Regions from separate parts of the Danio rerio genome. Here region 1 is linked to region 2. The links are chromatin contacts, called in public HiCAR-type maps. All regions are on one chromosome and are shown on one strand. The core of a region is the stretch at or near the end of the contact, and the rest is flanking DNA. Distances in the headings are between cores, read along the strand shown.

Evidence for each region. HiCAR-type assays count read pairs that join an accessible place to other places.
Region 1: a HiCAR-type map of caudal fin shows a contact between it and region 2, with 6 times the contacts expected there. The contact joins the promoter of si:ch211-171b20.3 here to the promoter of stau2 in region 2. A contact is called at or near these places in 8 of 18 Hi-C or Micro-C datasets (caudal fin, embryo, fibroblasts and 3 more) and 3 of 4 datasets of contacts at active chromatin or transcription factors (caudal fin, embryo and gastrula embryo).

What each region holds. Positions count from the first base shown.
Region 1 is chr24:14,740,358-14,744,782 of GRCz12tu, forward strand. si:ch211-171b20.3 reads left to right here and starts at 2,026. Exons shown (of 8, transcript XR_012399348.1): 1 at 2,026-2,774; 2 at 2,949-2,994.
Region 2 is chr24:14,480,199-14,484,576 of GRCz12tu, forward strand. stau2 (staufen double-stranded RNA binding protein 2) reads left to right here and starts at 2,274. Exons shown (of 15, transcript NM_200925.2): 1 at 2,274-2,357. It also overlaps a transcript of ube2wb not described here.

The DNA of each region.
Region 1 (4,425 bases), core at 776-3,275, 260 kb after region 2:
CCCATTGTTTGTTGAACTTTTTATTTCAGTTACCAATCAATGAACTAAAACTTAGTTATTATTAGTGACTAAAGAATTTTTTTTTCCATAATAAAATATGGATTTTGAACAGCTATTATGTAAAAAATGCAAGTAGGCTAGTTTATTTACATTTTATTGTAGAAGAATCCTTGTTACCTTACAATTTTAAGCTGAATCAAATTGACCGTATGATTCCATTAAACTTACATTATGATAAACTGACTCAAAACAGCTTGTGTAACTTATAAAATGAAGTTAAAACATGATTAGTTTATTAAGTTACAACGAACTAAAACATTTGCTGTCACGACTAATTGATCATGTTATCTTTTACAGTGTATGCTCAAAAGTATTTTGCTGTTTGTTCAAACTACTTATGTAAAATGAGCTTAAACAACAAAATTCTTGATATTTTTTGAGGACAATGTAATTATTGTTTAATACACTTACATTTGTTAAGTTAACCTGAATGAAGGTAACATGGAGGCTCAGTGGTCAGCACATTCACCTCACACCATGTCACTGGTTCGATTCCTGGCTGGGTCAGTTGGCATTTCTGTGTGAAGTTTGCATGTTCTCTCCGTGTTCACATGGGTTTCCTCCGGGTGCTCCAGTTTCTCCCACAGTCCAAAGACATGTGCTGGTGAATTGGATAAGCTGAATTGGCTGTAGTGTATTTGTGTGAATGAGTGTGTATGTGTGTATCCCAATACTGGTTTGCAGCTGGAAGGCCATCCACTGTGTAAAACATATGCTGGACAAGTTGGTGGTTTATTTCGTTGTGGTGAGCCTTGATGAATAAAGGGACTAAGCCTAAGGAAAATTAATGAATGAACAACCTGAATGAATTGTGTGGAACCCTGAATTTTTTTTCATAGTGTGTGTTTTTGTATGTAGGCTACATCTTAATTTTAACTAATGGAATTTAGTCATATTACAGGCTTAGTTTTTTTATTTGCTCATGATTAGGGGCGGATTTAGTTAATAATCAAGGTAAACGGGAGCTTAGAGCACCAGGACATCTAGGGTCCCCAATAAATATAAAAAAAGTATAAACTATACCTAAACTATATTGTTTTCCATCATATTTTGTATAGTGAGAGTCAAACAAATGCAATTTTTGTATCATTAAATATTTTTTTATATACGATAGAACATCATATTGTGCTGCACGGTGGTGCAGTGGGTAGCACATTCACCTCACAGCAAGAAGATCGCTGGTTCGAGCCTCAGCTGGGTCAGTTGGCATTTCTTTTTTGGAGTTTGTAAGTTCTCTTCTCCCATGTTTGCGTGATTTTCTCCAGGTACTCTGGTTTCCCCCACAAGTCCAAAGACATGCGGTATAGGTGAATTGGATATGCTTAATTGTCCGCAATGTATGTGTGTGAATGATTGTGTATGGATGTTTTTCAATGATGGGTTGCAGCTGGAAGGGCATCTGTTATGGCAACCCCATATTAATAAAGGGAATAAGCCGAAAAGTAAATGAATGAATGAATGAATGAATAAAAACATCATATTAGGATGATAATGTAATATTATGTAATTATAATATTATAAAATATCTACTACCCCCAATCATGAAGCAGTCTAGCAGTCAAATTTATTAAAAAAGTAGCCCTATATATATTTATTGTTTTTAGTTGTAAATTCATTTTAAGGAAACTAATGATTTAAAATGTATAAAAAAGATTGAGTTACAATAAAAACAGCAAAATAAATAAAAATTAGATTAAAAGTAGAAAAAGTGCATTTTAGGACTAAATTATCTTGGGAGAAAATGCCTTTACAACGTCGCCACCTGTTGGACTAGAACTATAATTACACTCTCCGTCTTGTAAAGGGAAAGGGGTCCATACATAGTAAATGTTAAGTGACGATGGGGCTGTTTGATCAATTATTTTCAACAAAGGTTTTTATTTGATTTTATTTACTTTTCGTTCTGACCTGTTTTTGTTTATTATCATTACTATTATCTGGTAATGCAAACTGAAATTTATTATTATTATTATTATTATTATTATTATTGTTGTTAAATAATAGCTACAATGCATAATGTACAATATTCTAAAAGTCTGATAGCACAGTCTGATACAGTCCATATTCTGAAAGAACTTAGCCCATTACAAAGTGTACAATGATTCTTCACGTTACGACCGATGCTTAGAACAGTAACTTGTGATTAATAGAAACGAACCGACTCAAACTAACGACTCCATCACAGGTGTTGTTGTTTAACAATTAGAGCTTGTTAAATTTGAAAAATTAAATAAGGTAAATAAATTCAGCATATCGTGCATGTTTAATTCATTTTAAGCCAACAAACCGCGTATGGTTTGAATAACGTTACGTTAATTCATTTTTTAGTCAAACTGAATATAATTAACTTTTATCGCATCGCGTTTGTCACGTGGTTGTTGTAGTAGTGGTAGTCATGGAAACGTCGACGCCAAGCACTATCAGCTTCCATTATTTACTCTTTTATTTAGCCTTAGCTGAAATGGACCAATTGGCTAGTCTTAACCTATTTAAACGGTATAAAATGACATAGTTTGTTTGTCATCTGAAAGTGAAGATGAAGCCTTATGCCAGCGTCGTTAGACCCAAACTGATGTCACTGCCAATTGAAGCTTCTCTGATGATCCAGGACATTACAGACGCGCGACCCAGTTCAACCTTCAGTCCTCCGGTGTCTGGATATTTCTCCACCGCTGACTCCAGGCTGAACGTTTTCTCTGGGAGACCAACGCACAGTGAGTGATTATTTTACAGTCAACACCATGCAGATAACATTTCGGTTTTAATATGAAACGTATTAAAATAAAACAATGAAAATAAAAATAAAGTATACTGCAGTTGAAAAAGCTATATGATTTAGACTTTATATGATGTTGATTGACATGTTTATGTTTAATGTGAAATTGTAGATTCCAGGGATCTAAAGTTTCACACTGTCAGCTCTGTAAAGGATGGGTGAGTGTAATACCATATAATTAATACATCTGTCATTCATACTGCAACCTATACTGCAAGTGAATTTAAATGCAGGGTTGGGGAGATGGCTGTGTGAAGTTATTTTGTTGCAGATTACAAAACATATCCTTTAAAAAGCATTTGTAACATTTAACATTATGTTAAAAAAGTAAATATTGCAGCATGACAAGTAGACACACAGTTGAAGTCAGAATTATTAACCCCTTTTGAATTTTCTTTTCTTTTCTTTTTATATTTCCCAAATGATGTTTACCAGTAAAAGTAAATGTTCACAGTATGTGTGCTATACTATTTTGTTTTCTTCTGGAGAAAGTCTGGTTTGTTTTATTTTGACTAGAATAAAAGCAAATTTAATCTTTTAAAAACCCTTTTAAGGTCAAAATTATTAGCCCTTTTAAGCTATATTTTTTGATAGTCTACAGAACAAACCATTATTATACAATAACTTGCCTAACCGAACTTGCCAAATTAACATAATTAACCTAGTTAAAGCCTTTAAATGTAACTTTGAGCTTAAAAAGAAGTGTCTTGAAAAATATCTAAAGAAATCTAATTTATTTTCATCATGGCAAAGATAAAATAAATCAGTTTTTAAAAAGTAGTTATTAAAATGTTATGTTTAAGAATGTGTTGAAAAAAAAATCTATTTTTTTTAACAGAAATTGGGGGAAAAAATAAACAGGGGGGCTAATAATTCTGACTTCAACTACATACTAAACGCATTGAGTGCTGGACCTGTGTGGTGGAATTTTCTAAAAATATCTCAAGAGTAGAGATGATCAGGGTACAATTTATGCAGGGTTTGTTGTAAAATATGATTTAACAAATGCTACAGAATGCTTCAATAACAAAGCACTGTTTTTACTAGTTGCCATAACACCATGGTAGAGAAATAATTTGGAAAATTTCCTAAACCTTTGAATAAACAGCAAAAGTAAATTTCTGACTAAAGTACATTTTTCATCTCAGCTTTTAGTGTTTATCTAAAACAAGACCTTAATACTTTTTTCAACATTTGAGAGCAGAAGGCACTGGACAGTTTAAAATTTCACTCGTACAGATAAGGGGAAACAAGGTAATATTTTAAGCAAATATTTTAAGAGGGGAATACTTTAGTTTACTATGGATTTTAGTATATTATAATTAAAGCACTATATAAAAGTACAGAAGGAAAAGAAATGTACAAAAAATCTAGGCTAAAGAAAAAAGACAAAAAAACTAACAAAAAAACAAACAAAAAAAAAACAAAGCAGTTATAATAAAAATAAAGAAAATTTAAAATCAAATTAAGAAAGCAAAAAGCAAAAGAATAACACACATAAAACATACCCTAAAGTAGCCTACATTGTAAGTGATGATTTTAAAACACTCAGGGATTCTGCATTTCAAACTTTAGTTGTAACAGTGTCC
Region 2 (4,378 bases), core at 1,024-3,523:
GAAAGAAAGAAAAAAACAAAAAAACAAAGTAGTACCCAACTATATGTATATGTTTGACAAACAAATTCTGACCAGAAATGAGAAATTTTACACTGTTTATGAACTTCTCACACTCCAAAGATGTATTTTTTAGCCATCTCTTCAGAAATACTTGAATATTCCACAGCTGGTTGGCTTGTCATCTTTTTTTTTATTTTTTTTTTCCATTGTCTGTGGCACAGTGTATTTAGACCTCCTAGTGAATGTGTTGGTGTAGAACACATGGAGATGGCCATGACTCTTCCCTCTGCACACATTATCAGGATATTTTATTTGATCAATTGTTCTTGCTACTAAACGAAAATGTGTGGAAATGAAACCACGGCTAAACTTGAATGTGTGATTGATGGCAGAGAATTGTGCGTCATCATTTAAAAGGAAGTCAATTAATGTACACGCTTAAGGTTAAGTATACACTTGGGTATATATATATAATAAATCTTTTTTTTTTGTTATAATGAAGGGTTCTATTTAAATTTTGGTTTGCAAGATGTAAGAAGTAATAAGAGATTTTTTTTCTTTCATTGAGTTTTTTGGTATGTATACAAATTATGTAACTTGTGCCTGTTAATTTTAAGAATAAAAATACAGGTTTTGAGTGTGTCTTAATCATTTACACATTACTTAGTCATGGTTACACTTGAATAATATATCAAAGGAACTCTACACTTTTTAAATTTTGCAATAGGCTTATTTTACAGCTTCCATAGAGTTAAACAGTCAAGTTTTATCTTTTTTTTTAAAATCCATTCAGCTGCTCTGTATCTCACTCACTTTTAGCTTAGCTTAGCTTAGCATAAATCATTGAATTGGATTAGACCGTTAGCATCTTGATAATAAAGATTTAAAAAATCTTATTTAACGGTTTGTAACACTTTGTTTTGATGATCCATTTGAGTATTAGTAGACTGTCTGCTTAATATATGTTGATACTGCTCCTTCAACAGACATTTAACTGACTATAAGAAACTTTGCAAGTATTTCTCCGAAAGAAATTAAGCCTATTCCTAGACTATAAACCACCCTTTAAATCAGATTTAAAGAAATCTGCTTTCTCTGTTATGGTTTCTAGTCCAGATTTTAATTGATTTCCTGAAGGAAGAATTCTATTAATAGAGGTACTTCAGTACTAAATTAAGGCTTAAATTAAAGGATGTTTAAATTTAACATAAGATAAATTTTTTTCATGCAATTTTTTTTTTAATGTAATATATTTTCTTTCAGCTTTATTTTAAGCACACACACACACACACAAATAATTTTCATATTTTATGTGTTTAAGGCAAGGCACTGAAGCTGTTAATTTTTGTCTTAGTTTATTTTTTAGATTGTTAAAAAATACATACAAAAAACCCTTAGATCACTGTATTGATTTGTGTCTGTTTACTTTAATTGCTTGCCTGTTTCACCAATTAATTTATTTTCTCCTCAAATGAGCCATTAATCTACACTCTAGCAGCACTTATATACAAAAAACTTAATGGTTTTATTATTATTTTTTATTGTAAATGTTTTTACCGAGATATGTGTTCACCTTTATTTTGCCATGCACAGTATTTTGTTACAAAAATGGGAACATATACATTTGTCTGGCTGTTTGCAGTGTTTTCTTCTGTGGGGAGAAAACAGTTTTCACCTGTGGGGTCTTGCCCTTATTAATAAGCTTTGATTTTATAATTATTGCTAATTGTACTAAATGATAACTGATCTTATCAGTTGTCAATGCATCATTTTTATATATGTTTTATTTTAACATTTGTTAATTAATGATTATTATAATAATTCAGATTATTTCATTAATAAATTAAATAATAAACAATAATTATAAAATTATTAATTTAAAATTATAATATCTATCTATCTATCTATCTATCTATCTATCTATCTATCTATCTATCTATCTATCTATCTATCTATCTATCTATCTATCTATCTATCTATCTATCTATCTATCTATCTATCTATCTATCTATAAACATTTAAACCTTTCCAAAATGTAGTGTGTGGTATTTAAAAGGTACAGAGCTTGAATTCATCCCTACTCAGTGTCAGGAAGCCGGACTGTACCATCCCTGCGACGAAGGAGGGGTGCACTCTTTTCGATCTCCTCAAAGAAGTAAGTACAAAACGGACAAATACAGTGGTAAATGTCAGCACAACACCCATTCAATTCTCCAAGCACAGCTCTGCTATCGTCCAAGTGGCTCATATTTGCAAAAACACATCTTGTTCATATGTTGGTTTGCTCCTGGTACCATCAGTTCTCTTTAGTGTTTGCCAATGTTGGAGGTGTAACTGGGGTCTGGCCCTGGACGAAGGTAAACTATTATTTTTAAACGCGTCGTTGTTTGAAGGGCAGATTGATTTCGAATTGCTCTCGAAAATGCGCTCTGTCGTCCGGTTGTTTGGTGTCAGCGGTGGCTGTTTGCATCGATGAGATGTGAGGGGTATTTAGTCGTTCAGCCATGATGTCTGCACATTCCCAGCTGAGTTCAGACCGGTGGCCTGTGCTGGAAAACAAGGCTATGTGCTCAAAAGACGCATTCTGCTTTGATACCAAGTTTGTGTTCTTGTTTTAGGGATTGCAACATATCACAGCGTCGTGTCTTGTTGTTAATCATAACAGACACCATCAGTGAGTGCAGAGTGACCTCACTTTTGAGAGTCAGGTTATAAAAAAAAAAGCTGTCGTCTGATCCTTTGCACTAATAATGGCCAGGATGGATCCTAGCGGTCAAATGTCACTCCAATGCTTCTATCATTATACTGTATAATGTATTTATTCACTTCATTTCGGTTTGTTTAAATGTGTGTATCATGTATATATGTATGTGTATATGTATATATGTGGACCTTGGACCACAAACCTTGGGGGTCTTTTGGGGGGAAAATTGAGATTTAAGCATCATCTGGATGCTTAAGCTTGACATTGATGCATGGTTTGTTAGAACAGAATAACATTTAAATGAATACTATTGAAAATATTAAATGTTGATGGTTAAAATATCAAAATATTGCGTAAATTGCCCTTTAAAGTGTACAAATTAACTTTTTGCCAATGGATATTTAAAATCAGATATTAGGTTTTGATTGAACATCATCTTTACTTACTATTCTAGTGATTTTTCTAATGATTTTTCTATAAAATAATTTTATGGCTCCTACAATGCATTTTTCTCAAATCGACTAATGTAACTTAAGACTTTAATACAAACTTAAGTTTTTTGTGCTCCAGTGGCATATAAAATGTAGTGAGAAGATGTCTGAGACATTTATGGAAAATTCTGACAATTTTAACAAGGTGAATTCCATGTTAGGATGTGTTAGTAAATGGGTTTTCCTTGCTGTAGTCTACAGTAAATTGGCATGAATATGGGAATTTTTATTCAATGTTTCTAAAAATGTTTGCCAGTATTAACAAACAAATAGAAAAGTCTTTGGATTTATCTGTCAAATTCTGTGTTGTTTTGCTTGTCACATTATGCAGATTGACTAACAGTTAAGTGAAGAAATTGAGTTAATTATGTACAAATCAAATCATTCTAGATGCTTGTTAGCTAAGGATGAAAAGTAAATTGCTTTTAAATACAGTACTTGATTGTTTTGCATGTACATTTATAGGCTAGTTTTTATTATTATTTTTAATTAATTACTTTTTGCTTTGAATTTTTGTTATTTTGTGTTGTGCATGCACTCACCGGCCACTTTATTAGCTAAACCTGTCCAACTGCCTGTTAAAGCAAATTTGTAATTAGCCAATGACATGGCAGCAACTCAATGCATTTAAGCATGAAGACATGGTAAAGAAGATCTGCTGCAGTTCAAATTGTGCATAAGAATGGCGAAGAAAGGTGATTTTTAAGTGACTTTGAACGTGGCATGGTTGTTGCAGCCAGACAGGCTGATCTGAGTATTTCAGAAACTGCTGATCTACAGGGATTTTAATGCACAGCAATCTTTACAGTGTATGGTCCGAAAAAGAGAAAATATCCAGTGAGCAGTAGTTCTGTGGGCGCAAATGCCTTGTTGATGCCAGAGGTCAGAGGAGAATGGCCAGACTGGTTTGAGCTGATAGATTGTAACAGTAACTCAAACAACCACTCGTTACAGCCAATGTATGTAGAAGAGCATTTTTGAATGCACAACACGTCGAACCTTGATACAAATATGCTACAGCAGCAGAAGACCAAACCGGGTGCCACACCTGTCAGCTACAGGAAACTGAGGCTAAAATATGCACAGGCTCACCAAAGATTGGAGAAACGTTGCCTGGTCTGATGAGTCTTGCTTTCTACTGCAACATTCGGTTGGTAGGGTTAGAGTTTGGCGTCAACATCAT